2 separate regions of the Ovis aries genome follow, and region 1 is linked to region 2. The links are chromatin contacts, called in public Hi-C maps. All regions are on one chromosome and are shown on one strand. The core of a region is the stretch at or near the end of the contact, and the rest is flanking DNA. Distances in the headings are between cores, read along the strand shown.

What was found. A called contact is a pair of places that touch in the nucleus more often than the background predicts.
Region 1: a contact with region 2 is called in a Hi-C map of liver, with 4 times the contacts expected there. The contact joins two enhancer-like sites. A contact is called at or near these places in 7 of 16 Hi-C or Micro-C datasets (blood, liver, muscle and 1 more).

What each region holds. Positions count from the first base shown.
Region 1 is chr8:27,028,330-27,034,369 of ARS-UI_Ramb_v3.0, reverse strand. No RefSeq gene overlaps it. Among named protein-coding and RNA genes, the nearest start is that of SLC22A16, 27 kb to the left of the region's middle. Within about 2 kb of position 1,284, at least 3 of the 54 cell types and tissues checked have an H3K27ac peak or open chromatin away from gene starts, as enhancers often do. A contact at or near this core is called in liver, where this site is marked.
Region 2 is chr8:26,661,886-26,668,326 of ARS-UI_Ramb_v3.0, reverse strand. RPF2 (ribosome production factor 2 homolog) reads left to right here. Exons shown (of 10, transcript XM_004011200.5): 5 at 2,544-2,625; 6 at 3,218-3,294. Among named protein-coding and RNA genes, the nearest start is that of RPF2, 15 kb to the left of the region's middle. Within about 2 kb of position 3,841, at least 4 of the 54 cell types and tissues checked have an H3K27ac peak or open chromatin away from gene starts, as enhancers often do. A contact at or near this core is called in liver, where this site is marked.

The DNA.
Region 1 (6,040 bases), core at 35-2,534, 370 kb before region 2:
ATCACTGGAGGCACAGCCAGACAAGGTCTTAAAACATAGTCCCTGCTTTTAAATAGCTTCATTACCAGTAAAAACATTTATCAGACTCACACAGGCAGAACTGAAAGCTAAGTAAGTTGAAAACAAGGACTTCCCTGGCAACCCAGTGGTTAAGACTCCACCTTCCACTTCAGGGTGTGCAGTTCCATCCCTGGTCAGGGAACTAAGATCCCACACGCTGCTCAGTGCAGCCAAAAACTTTTTTAAAGAAGAGAAAAAGAAAATTGAAAACGGATTTAAAACTTCAATGATCATGTTTTTGTCATTAAATGTCCTTTCACCTTCATTTTAATAAAAGTTTTTCTTCTGAAAGCAATCTTCTGCCCTCTCTTCAAGAAGGCCAGATTCAAGTTTTGTGAAGCTTGAAGTTTATACAGTTTGCAGAAACCACTTTAGAGGACAAAGGTTACAAATACAAAATTCTAATATTTAGAGTAAGAAAAGAAGTCACAATACCTTATAATTTTCAAAAAGCTGACTAATTAAAAAAAAAAAAAAAACTCATGAAATCTGCAAACTAAACTTTTTTTTCCCCCTGAATGTTCTGACACTCTCTAAAATCCTTTTCTCCTCATGACATTGTTTGTGGGACCAAACCTTATCTGAAGCCAACTATCTCTGGACTCTTCTGTTATATAACCTGATATTTCTCTTTATTATTTAAGCTACTTTGAATTATTGGGGACATAGAATCCTGATTTATACAGAGATATAAGAAAAGCTCATAATAAGCTTTAAGGATAGGTGGACCTCAGCTGAGGAAGAAAATCGCTCAAGGGTTTATCCCAGCTTGCAAAATATAGAGTGGTTTGTGTGGTCACACAGACATTCCCTCTGTCGACTGAAAAAAAAAAAAAATTGCACAGCCTAAAAGTTTAGAATTGTATTTTATGAGACAGACTTTCTGAGGACTTCAAGCCCAGGAGGTAACCTCTGAAGATAGCTCTGAGGGACTGCACCAAAGAGGTAAGGGAGAAGCCAGGGTGTATAGGAGTTTTTGCAACAAAGACCAAGTAGTCAGTACATCAAAATATTACTGTTAATTAAAGAAAACCAAGATAGCTCAAGTTAATGAATTTGGTATTTTTTTAATGTATGAAAAGATGTAAGAGTCTGGGTTCACTGAAATCATTGCTTTGATTGACACTTTAGCTTTCCAGGCCAGTATCCTGTTCTTTCCCATCCTGTGTGCCTGCAGGGTGCACCGCTGGGGGGTGGCTTCAGTGGCTGAGGGCTTGGCAATAGACAGCCCGTTTGTCTCCATGGTCAGTTCCCTCATGGCTCACTGTCCGAGCCGCAGGAGCTGCCTGAGGGCTGCAACACCCCTTGTACCGATATGGCTGGTAACATTTTTACACCTCCATTAGCAGAAGGAACTTAGAGTCATTTCTTAACTTCTAGCACTGTGTGATGAATATAATTGAGCCATAGAAGGATATGGGGAAAAAAAAAATTTGTTATGTCGGAATACAACAAAAAGATTGTTACTGCTTTTAACAAGTGTTTAATAATTAGCCCTTAGTGGGAAAAGGTTACATGGCTCCTTTGATGTGGTTGCCTAAAATTAATCATTACCTAGTACTGCTTTGTTTACAGTGGAATCAGGAAATAATCTGTGTAAAGATGAAAAAATGGTAGGGAAAGGCTTAATTAACTAAAAGCTGTGTTTACTTAAAATCCATTAAGAAAGGGCATTTCAAAGAAGTAAGCAGAAACCCTAGCTTGCGATAAGCATTCGGTAATGTAGCTTTGAGGCGTAAATGTGCCATGGGAAAGCAATAATAGATCTGAAATAGAAAATTCTGTCTGTAGCGTAGAGAAACAAACGGTCATTTTCAAAGTGTGTGAGGTCAGTGTGGTTCTGGTGGGAATGAGACAGAAAGAAGCCCCCAGAATAGCTGCATTTGGAATTGAATTGCTTTAGAGCAGAATCCAATGCAGTCTTTTGTTTTTGCCACCTAAAAAGCTGAAAAGGCCAAGCCCACTAAGCTTTAGTGTATCCTTTACAGTTGTGGTTCATTCAGTGATGACCTTCCAGGATTTACCTGGAACCATAAAGGAGGAAGGAGGCAGGATGACTTTGATCTTGGGGGTGGGCATTGTGTGTGGCAGTTTGAAACAGGATCTCAGCTCCCTGAGTGGGAAGCAGAGCCAGACTTGTGACGGGGAGAATGCCAAATTCTAGCTGCTGGTGGCTAGAAGCAGAGCCCTTGTCTTCTCTTAAAAAAATTTTTTTTTTTAGCTAAGAGATGGAACATAGAAACAGATAAAGTGTTTATCTGAGAAAGATACATGCAGATAGGCACCTGGGCGGTCTCAGAGAGTCGCACCTTTGGGGGGACTTAAATCACTTAAATGGAGACAGTTTTCCGGGGTTCCTCCAGCCAGTCATCTTGCTCTGTCTGTCTGGCTCCGGGTCCATATTTGTTCTGACTAAGGGCCCTCCCCGTGTGCATGTTCATCTTTTAGCCAAGATGGGTTCCAGTGTGAGGGTGTCTGGGAGGTTAACAAAACATCTGATAGCCTAATGTTCCCTCCCCTGAGGAACCCCCCTGTGCCTATATAGTCTGGGAGGTCTCCTTGACCCTGAGGATGAGAAATAGGTGGACTCTCTATCTTTTCCCAATACTGGGCTTACCCCTCTCTGTTCCTGCTAGTTTTGTTATCTTGAAGCATCTAGAGGTGACAAACTCAAGCTGCTTGTCATATTCCTGTTGTAATCTTTGTCTCAAAACATAAACAGGAGGCAAATTGTCTAACTGGAGCTCATTTGTCTCCTTCCTCAAATTGAGAAGCATACAAAAACAGTTACTATTTGGGGTGGGTTTTCATTTCAGCAGTTTCTCAAAACACTTTCCCTAGTTGCTGCTCATAATGGAAAAATAGGTTCCATGGCAGAATCATGGCACTGTTGTCGGGGCCTCAAAGAGCACCTCATCCAGGATGCACTTTGCCCGTAAATTAAGACACCTGTTGAAGACCGCACCAGCAAGTTGATGGCTGCATAACTTTGATAAAAAAGATAGTGGAGCCTAAGGAGGAAGTCTGTTCCAAGTTGTAAAATGCATGCTGCCTCCCATCCCCCTGCACATGAACTCATCAGTTCTCACAGCCTCGCTTCCCTCCACCTACCCCCACCAGGTACCTGAGACTATCGCATTATCTCCCTTTTAGAGCAAGGGTAAAACTGAGACCTATTCTTACAGAAAAGTATACCTCATAGGCCGTATGATCCATAAGGGGTCTGTCTTGACCTCCTGGTCTGATGTGGGCTCTCCGTCAGTGTTTGTTGAGGAAATGTGTACCACAGAAGGTAGCTGAGTTGCTCAGTAAAGCCACCCCAACCCCTTCCCACTCAGCTGGCCTTAAACTTCTTTCGTTTCCTAAGATGCCATACCAGCCTGCCTGGCCTGGCTGGTAGGCATGATGGTCTTGACTTGCAGATTCCCTTATCTTTAATGGCACAGTTTGACCAGCTGCCCTCTGTTGCAGGCAACACTTCTCACTCTCCTCTTGGGTGACTGTCTTCAAGCAACCAGCCTCAGTCTCAGCTGACTCGATATTCTTATTGCACTGAGACCATAACAGAGAAAAATTAATAGAGAATGTTCACTCCCTGCACCACATATAATCTCTCTCCTTTTATTCATTTATCCCACATACTCTGCTTTTCCACCACGTGAAGGACAAACTTTTCTAACTTGGGCAGCCTGGCAGTGTGTGTGGGAGGTACCCATCTCCTTCTCTACTTGGGATCTCCTGTCTGCTTTTTATAAGAAGTTGTGATATCTTGATTTTAGCATCCTCACTTGGTCTCACATCCCTTCAGGCTAATGTCCCTTTTTTCCCCTGCTCCCTTTTAAGGAAAAATTCCTCCAGGAGTCTTCAGTTCTTCTCCCTTTCTCTCTTGATACCAATCCTGTCAAGCTTTTGCCCACTTCAGTGAGCTCCTCTGTGTCAATCCTATAGGCAATTGTCAAGTCTTGATATTACTGGATCATTACTAGCAGCATTTATCGAACTGGAAACCAGGTCGCCTCCCGTCTTGATGACTGTTCCTTCATGTATCCTTCTCTAGATCTTGTTCCTCTTTCCAGTTTCTAATACTGGAAAGCTCTAAGAAGAGCCACGAACCTCCTCTCTGTCTGCACTCACTCTGTCTTGCTATCTTGGTTTTAGATATCATCCTTATGAATTGCATCCACACACTGACGACTCACGAGTCAGTATCTCTGGTGCCGAGCTTTTACCTGAACTCCAACTTCTTGACATCTCCACTGGGAAGTCTGATGGACCACCTTAATATTTCCGAAACAGATTTTGTAATACTGATCTTCTCCCTAAAGCTGCTCATCCCCCAGTGATCAGTATCTTAGTGAATGATACCTTTAATCTCTTAGTTGTTTAGTTGACTTTTCTTTTCCTCTCATATTCTATGTCTGAACATCAGCAGGTCATGTTACCTTTACCTCCAAAGTGTACCTCATTCCAAACACTTGTCACCACCATTCACCATTCTTGGTGGCACTAAGCCACTTAACCACTCATCTGGACTATCACAGTGGCCTCCCAACCAGTCTCCCTGCTTTTAGACCCAAGTCTGTTCTTAGCACAACAGCCAGTGTGATCTTTTGAAAATACGAGGACTGCTGCCCTCGAGAAACTCTCACACGAGGACATGGACTAGAAATTCTATTGTTTGTTACAGAGAAAAATTGGAAGCAACCTGTCAGTGGGTAAACTGTGTCATATTCCTGCTGTGGAAAACTATGCAACAGGAGGGAAGTGAATTAGATTAATGTAGGAGATATGGAGAGACCTTGAAAACATTTTGCTATGAGAAAAAAGCAATTTAGGAAAGGACTTAAATAAGTTATGGTGCATCTAGTCAAGGGAATATTAGGCAGTCATTAATAATGAATAAGTAGAACAATATGTACTAAATAGAAGTTCAAGATATAATGTGAAAAAGTGGATAGGATTCTTTTTGTCTAATATGAATGTCTTTTAATAAAAGGTATACATGTATGCGCTCAGCCATGTCTGACTCTTTGAGATCCTTTTAGACTGCAGTCCACCAGGCTCCTCTGTCCATGGGATATTTCAGGCAAGAATGCAGAAGTGGGTTGCCATTTTCTCCTCTAGGGGATCTTCCCGACCCAGGGATGAAACCCACATCTCCTGTGTCTCCTGCATTGCAGGCAGAGTCTTTACCGCTGAGCCCTCAGGGAAGCCCGAATACGTCTGCCTAAACATATACAGAATATTTACACAAGAAACTGACAGATTGGTTTCTCCTGAGAAATAGAACATGGGGTTTAGGTCAGAAAGGAGATGTTTATTTTTCACCTAACATTCTTGGGTGCTGCAAAATTTTGATCATGATTATATGTATGTGTTCATGCAAAAAGACACACACATACTTACATACATGTTTCCTTCTGGCATCTTAAGCTTTGCTGGTTGGTTTATGATTTTACTCATATATAAAACTTTACTGGAAATCTTTATTGGTAATGAAGAGTGAGGTTAGGGATACTACATTCTTCCAAATGACTGCCAATTGTCTCAAGCCCATCTACTGACTAATGCATTTTTTTCCTCCACTGACCAAATGCTACCTTTACTATCTACATTTCTGTTGCTACTATTTTCATTATTTCCCCCATCAGCAAGTTTTAAAAACTCAAGTAAATTACTAGTTCAGAATTTTTTCCTTGGATCTGTGCTACATGCTTATAGAACATAATACTGGCCCAAATCAGGGTACATACGTATATGTACTACATCTGTGGTGTATTAATTTGTTTTAATAAAAATGTGCCCCAATCTGTGAAGACATTTCAGCATAAATATTGGTCTTTTAAGAAAAGACCAATTGGTTTTTTAAGAAAACTTAAAAATGACAAGAGGGGAGATCCTCTGTTTCTTTGATAGCCGTGTTATTAATCCTAAGAAACCATGCCTGTTGTGCTTCTTCCTGCCTACGTGTGTTCAGCCC
Region 2 (6,441 bases), core at 2,592-5,091:
GTGTGTGTGAGTCTGTTTTGTAAATAAGTTCATTTGTGTCATATTTTAGGCTATACATACAAGTTATATGCTGTTGTCTTTGTCTTCAGTTATTATGATCACCTCTAGATTAATCAGTATTGCTGCAAATGACATTTCATTCTTTATTGCTTGGTATTGCACTGTGTGTGTGTGTGTGTGTGTGTGTGTGTGTGTGTGTGTGTGTGTGTGTGTGTGTGTGTGTGTGTGTGTGTGTGTGTGTGTGTGTGTGCGTGCGCCACATCTTCTTTATCCATTCACCTGTCAATGGACATTTAGGCTGCTCCCATGTCTTTGTTGTTGTAAATAGTGCTGCTGTGAATTTTGGGGTGCATGTATCTTTTCGAATTAGAGTTTTCTCCAGATATGTGCCCAGCTGTGGGATTGTTGGATTATATGGTAGCTCAGTTTTTAGTTATTGCTGGTGGCTTTTTTTTTTAACTGATTTAGTGTTGACTGTGCTAGGTCTTTGTTGCTGCGCAAGCTTTTCTCTAATTGTGGTGAGCAGGGGCTGCTCTGGTTGCAGTGTTTGGGCTTCTGTTTGCAGTGGCTTCTCTTGTGGAGCACAGACTTCAGGCATGTGGGCTCAGGAGTTGCAGTTCCCAGGCTCTAGAGCACAGGTTCAGTAGTTGTACACGGGCTTAGTTGCTCCGTGGTATGTGGGATCTTCCTAGACCAGGGATTGAACTCTGTCTCCTACATTGGCAGGTGGATTCCTTACCACTGAGCCACCAGGGAAGCCCTTGTTTTTAGTTTTTGAAGGAGTCTTCATGCTATTTTGCATAGTAGCTGCACCCAGCTTACATTCCCAATGGTGTAGGAGGGTTTCTTTTTCTCTACACTCTCTCCAGCATTTGTTATTCATAGGCTTTTTATTTTTGCAGGTCACATCATGTGGTATGTGGAATCTTTGTTCCCTAGCCAGGGATGGAACCCCTGCCCCCCTGTAGCGGAGGCACAGTCTAAACCACAAGACTGCCAGGGAGGTCCCCTAGACTTTTTTATAATAGTCATTTTGCCCAATGGCTCAGTTGGTAAAGAATCCGCCTACAATGCAGGAGACTAAAGTTCAGTCCCTGGGTTGGGAAGGTCCCCTGGAGAAGGAAATGGCAGCCCACTCCAGGATTCATGCCTGGAGAATTCCATGGACAGAGGAGCCTGGTGGGCTACAGTCCACGGGGTTGCAAGAGTCTGACATGACTTTCGACTAAACTACCACCAACACCACCACCATTCTGGCTTATGTGAGGTGGTACCTTACTGTAGTTTTGATTTGCATTTCTTTAATAATTAGCTATGTTGAGCGTCTTTTCATGTGCTTATTGGCCATCTGTATGTCTTCTTTGGAGAAATGAATATTTAGGTCTTCTGTCCATTGTTTGGGTTGTTTTTTTGTTGTTGTTATTGAGTAGTATGAACTGTTGGTATATTTTGGAAATTAATCCCTTATTGGCCTCATTGTTTGCAGATATTTTCTCCCATTCTACAGGTTGTCTTTTTTCATTTTGTTTATGGTTTCCTTTGTTGTGCAGAAGCTTGTAAGTTTGATTAGATCTTATTTATTTTTGCTTTTATTTGAGTCTTTAAGCCATTTTGAGTTTATTTTATGTGAGGTGTGTTCTAACTTCATTGATTTACATCAGCTGTCTGGCTTTCCTAGCTCCACTTGCTAAAGAGACGGTCTTGTCTCCCTTGTGTATTTTTGCCTCCTTTGTTGAAGATTATTGACCGTGGGTGTATGGCTTTATTTCTGGGCTCTGTCTTCTGTTCCACTGATGCATAGTCTGCTTTTGTGCCGCTACCATGCTGTTTTGATTACTGTAGCTTTTTAGTATTGTCTGGAATGTGGGAGGGTTATGCCTCTTGCTTTATTTATTCTCTTTCTTTAGGATTGCTTTGGCAGTTCTGGATCTTTAGGTCCCATATAGGGACCTATATTTTATATATAGGTCCCATATAAATTTTAGGATTATTTGTTTTGGTTCTGTGAAAAATATCGTGGATAATTTGATAGGGATCACATTAAATCTGTAGATTACTTTGGATAATATGGCCATTTTGACGATATTAATTCCTCCAATCCAGAGTATGGGATGTCTTTTCGTTTCTTTAAATCATCTTCAGTTTCCCTTGTCACTGTCTTAATGGTTCTCAGCGTTTAAGTCTTTCACTTGCTTGGGCAGGTTTGTTCCTAAGTTGTTGTTGGTTTTTTTTATGTGATAAAAAAGGGATTTTTTTTTTTTTCTTTTACTTTCCCTTTCTGGTATTTCCTTGTTAGTATAAAGAAATGCAGCATGTTTCTGTATGTTGATCTTGTATCCTGCTACTTTGCTGAATTCATTGATCAGTTCTAATAGTTTTTGTGTGGACTCTAGGATTTTCTGTGTTTAGTAGCATGTCTTCTGCTTATAATGACAGTTTTGCCCCTTCCCTTCCAGTTTGAGTACCTTTTATTTCAGAGAAGTACAATTCTTAAAGTTCTTATATTTATCCATTGATTTAATGGAATTTCTTTGGTTTTACAGGAATTTTTTTCAAAGAAGTCAGATTGTTCTTTATTCATGTTTGGCTCCCATAATAAGAAGCGGCCAAATAATCTAGTAATAGGTAAATGTCATTTACTTTTTAAAACTTTCATTTTATAGAGTCAGTTCTGTGGCTCATATTGATGGTATTCAGGAGTAACCAGTAAACACTAAGCTAGTTTTTTATTTATCTACCAGTCTGTAGGTAAAGGATGGGCATGTTAATATCACCTTCAATCAAGTTGCAGAGGTTTTATGACTATAAAACATATATCCTAAAATCAGCATTAGAGTTAGAAAAAAAAAAGTATCATACTCACATAAAGTGACCCTTTCCTAATAAATACCTGTGTAATAAACATATTTGAAAATAAACCCTTGCTCTGTATTGAGACTTGGGTTGACATAGTCAGTGACTCAATGGCAAGCTCATTACCCTCCATGGACTTTTATTTGCTCTTCTGTAAAATAAGGAAGTTTGGCTAGGTGATCTTTTAAGATCCTTTCCAGGACCAAGGTTGTAACAGTTCATTCTAGGTGGAGTTGAAAATTTAAGAAAGAAGGAACATGTCTGGGAGATTAAAGGACAAAAAAAAGAAACAGATAAGTAGATGAATATAAGGCAGCTCTTTTGGAAAAATAAATGATTAAAAGAGAATGTGTTTTTTTTCTAGGTCGTATGTATGACTACCATGTGCTGGATATGATTGAATTAGGTATTGAGAAGTTTGTCTCCCTTAAAGATATTAAGGTAAGATAATTGATTTTTTTTAAATAAGCGTTTTATGTTGCTCTTGGGCAATAGTGACATCTTGTGGTGAAGAGTAAGGATACAGTTTTGTAGCTTAAATGAGAAAGAACTTGGTTTTTATGCTAGTGTGCTCGAAAAACTAAAAAGCACAATTTCATTTTATCTTCAAAAAGAAGATATTTACAGTGTATAACACATATGTAGGCAGTTAGAATTCAGAGTTGTTACTAACTCTCCCTTAGGCTCTTAGTAGAAGTGCTGTCCTTAACCTCAGAAATTTCACAATTTTCAAAGTGAACCCTTTTCTAAGAAGGGAAGCTTGCCTAGGAAGCTCTGGGTGATCCTAGAGTATTTTGGCTGCTAGCCATCAAATTGCTAGCTCACTTCTCCCCTTGAGGACCGGCACCTTTGTGTCTCCTTTGTTTGGGATTATGAAATAGAAAGTAGTAAATAGTTTTAGAAAGGCAAAAAACTGTCCTAATGCAGCTCCTGGATCCAAATTTGGCTTCTGCTCCCTCTGACCTCTGCTTCTGGCTTGATCTTGTCCAGCAAACACAACATTTCACTGTGACCTCTTAGCTGCCCTCTAAGGCCAAAATTATTTTCCCTGTTGTATAGATTTGGTGACAGAGGCCCAAAGGAATTCCGTTGATGACCTAGGGTCATACATATAATAAATGGTACAACTAAGATTAGGACTCAAGGACTTTGGTACTATACTTGATCTTAGCCAAAAGGCTGGGGAGCATTAGGACTCAAGAATTTTGAAAGAAAGGATATTGAAGTCTTTAATGGAAGGTTATGTAATTGTTCTCAGTTTATGGATCTTTGAGGATCTTGGTATAGTTGAAAGAATTATAGCAAATACATAATCACTCCTTTTCCCAGCCTCCTCTAAGAAGAGGACATGCTGTCTAGATTTCCTGTAGATTTGAAAAAGAGCTTTTATTAGATCCCCACTTAATCAGCTACATGAGCCTCCTCAGGTACAGGGTAGAACAGTGAGACTGGATTTAGAGACAGAACACTTGAGTTTGAGGCCTTTGCTGGTCATTCAGGTGACATTTGTGACCTGACAAGTCAGTTATTTCCCTGGCCCACAATTGGCAGTCCAGTGTTAAATAGGTGTAACAATGTCAGATGAGATAATATATGTGAAAATGTTTATCAGTGAAAATAATATGTTGAAAGGTATTTTGAAAACTATGTAAACTGTGATGCCTTGTTGTGGATGCCGTCATGTTATCACAGTGTGTTACGGGTCCTCTTTGGGGCTGTGTATGAACCTCTGGAGATGAGCGGTGCCGCTGCTGCTAGTGTGGCCACCTGCCAGTGGACGTGAGTGCTGGCCGATGGCTACACGCCAACCCCTCTGCTCTTTGTACTTCCCTTCCAGAGCAAAGACATACCCTGTCACTGTGCAGCTTCTAAACTGGACCACAAAATCATTAGTGTTTGGCAGGCTTGTTCTTAACAAGAGCTGTTTAAATTGAGTACTAAATTTTCACTCATGGAACATATCCATAACTATAAAATTCATTAACTGATGAGAATGTGCTTACATTGGCAATCCCTACATAGGCTATTAACCAGTCCCTTTCACTATGACCTGTTATTTGGTTATTATACAAGCTTATATTTTTGGTTTGTTTTGAAGTTGTGTGTCTTGTTGCACTTTCTCTCCAGATTTATTTCCTCCTTATTTCTACCTCCTCATTTTAAAGACATCTCTACCAGGCATTTCTTTTCTGACTTGCCCACTTTTATTGCCAAGCTTCATCCTTTTGTTAATACTTAAGCAACAAGTGATTAGACACTACCAGGAAATAGAGTGATTAATCTAGAAACTTGTTTTCTAAGATGATCAAAATTCTAGGGGTGGTTATTCTGCATAGAATAAGTCTAAGGAATGAGATTATTTAAAATTTAAGGTTAGTTAGGGCTTCCCTGGCGGCTCAGAAGTTAAAGCGTCTGCCTGCAATGCAGGAGACCTGAGTTTGATCCCTGGGTCGGGAAGATCCCCTGGAGAAGGAAATGGCAACCCACTCCAGTGTTCTTGCCTGGAGAATCCCATGGATGGAGAAGCCTGGTGGGCTACAGTCCACAGGGTCGCAAAGAGTCGGACATGACAGAGCAACTTAACTTTGACTAATTTTTCAGGCACAGATTAACACGGAAGAGTCAGTGGGTCTGGAAGGTCTATTCAGGCCCTCAATCAGACTTAGCCCATCTCCTAAGTAGACAGGTAGTAGGTTCAGGTTGAAAGCATAGAATGTCAACAAGAGTGGTCATGGTGACCAGGGAGGCAACAAATGACCTCTGGGCCAGCGGCAGAGGATGTTTGTTTGTTTGTTTGTTGTCTTATCACCCCCTCATCCCCCAATTTGGAAAATCCTTGATTAGTGTCAGAGAGATATTAGAGATATTAGAATCAATGGAAAGCTCAGACCAACAATCATTTTTCTTCCCTAAATTAATCCTTTAGTTAAAGAATTTTTTCTCTTTGTTTCTTTTTCACTTTGGTAAAACAAAAATTCACAATTCCTTTTGGTATTAAAAATCTCGAATTAGAGAGATTTCTGGAGGTTCACTTAGGACTCTGAGCTTTCACTGCCGAGGGCCCTGGGTTCAGTCCTAGGTTTGGAAACTAAGATCCCACAAACCATGCAGTGCAACCAAAAAACAGAAAAGAAAAAGAAAAGCCAGAACTAGACAAAACACTTTTTGTAGTAAGAGCTTTGATTCTGTTGAGTGAGGACTGCCCATATTTTCTGTAGCTTGTATAACATATTGCTTCCCATGTGAATGTTTAGCTGGTAGTTTATTTAGTTTTTATTTTAAAATACTACAAATGACATTTTAAAATACTACAAATGACACAGTAGGAAAAGCACATTGTTACAGATAATTCAAAGAAATTAAATTTATTTCAGCTCTGGAATGTTGGCCATTAGAGGGATGTGTTTGTTTTCCAGCTTAGCTTTTTATTTTATTCTTTGCATAGAAAGTAGCTTACCTCATTCTTTAATCACTTATTGATACTAAGAAAGTAGAATGAAAAAAAAATTTTTTAGTATAAAAAAATGTATAAATGAAAAAATCCCCACTCTAGTTTTAAGTAAAATCAGTATTCATAGGGACTTCCTG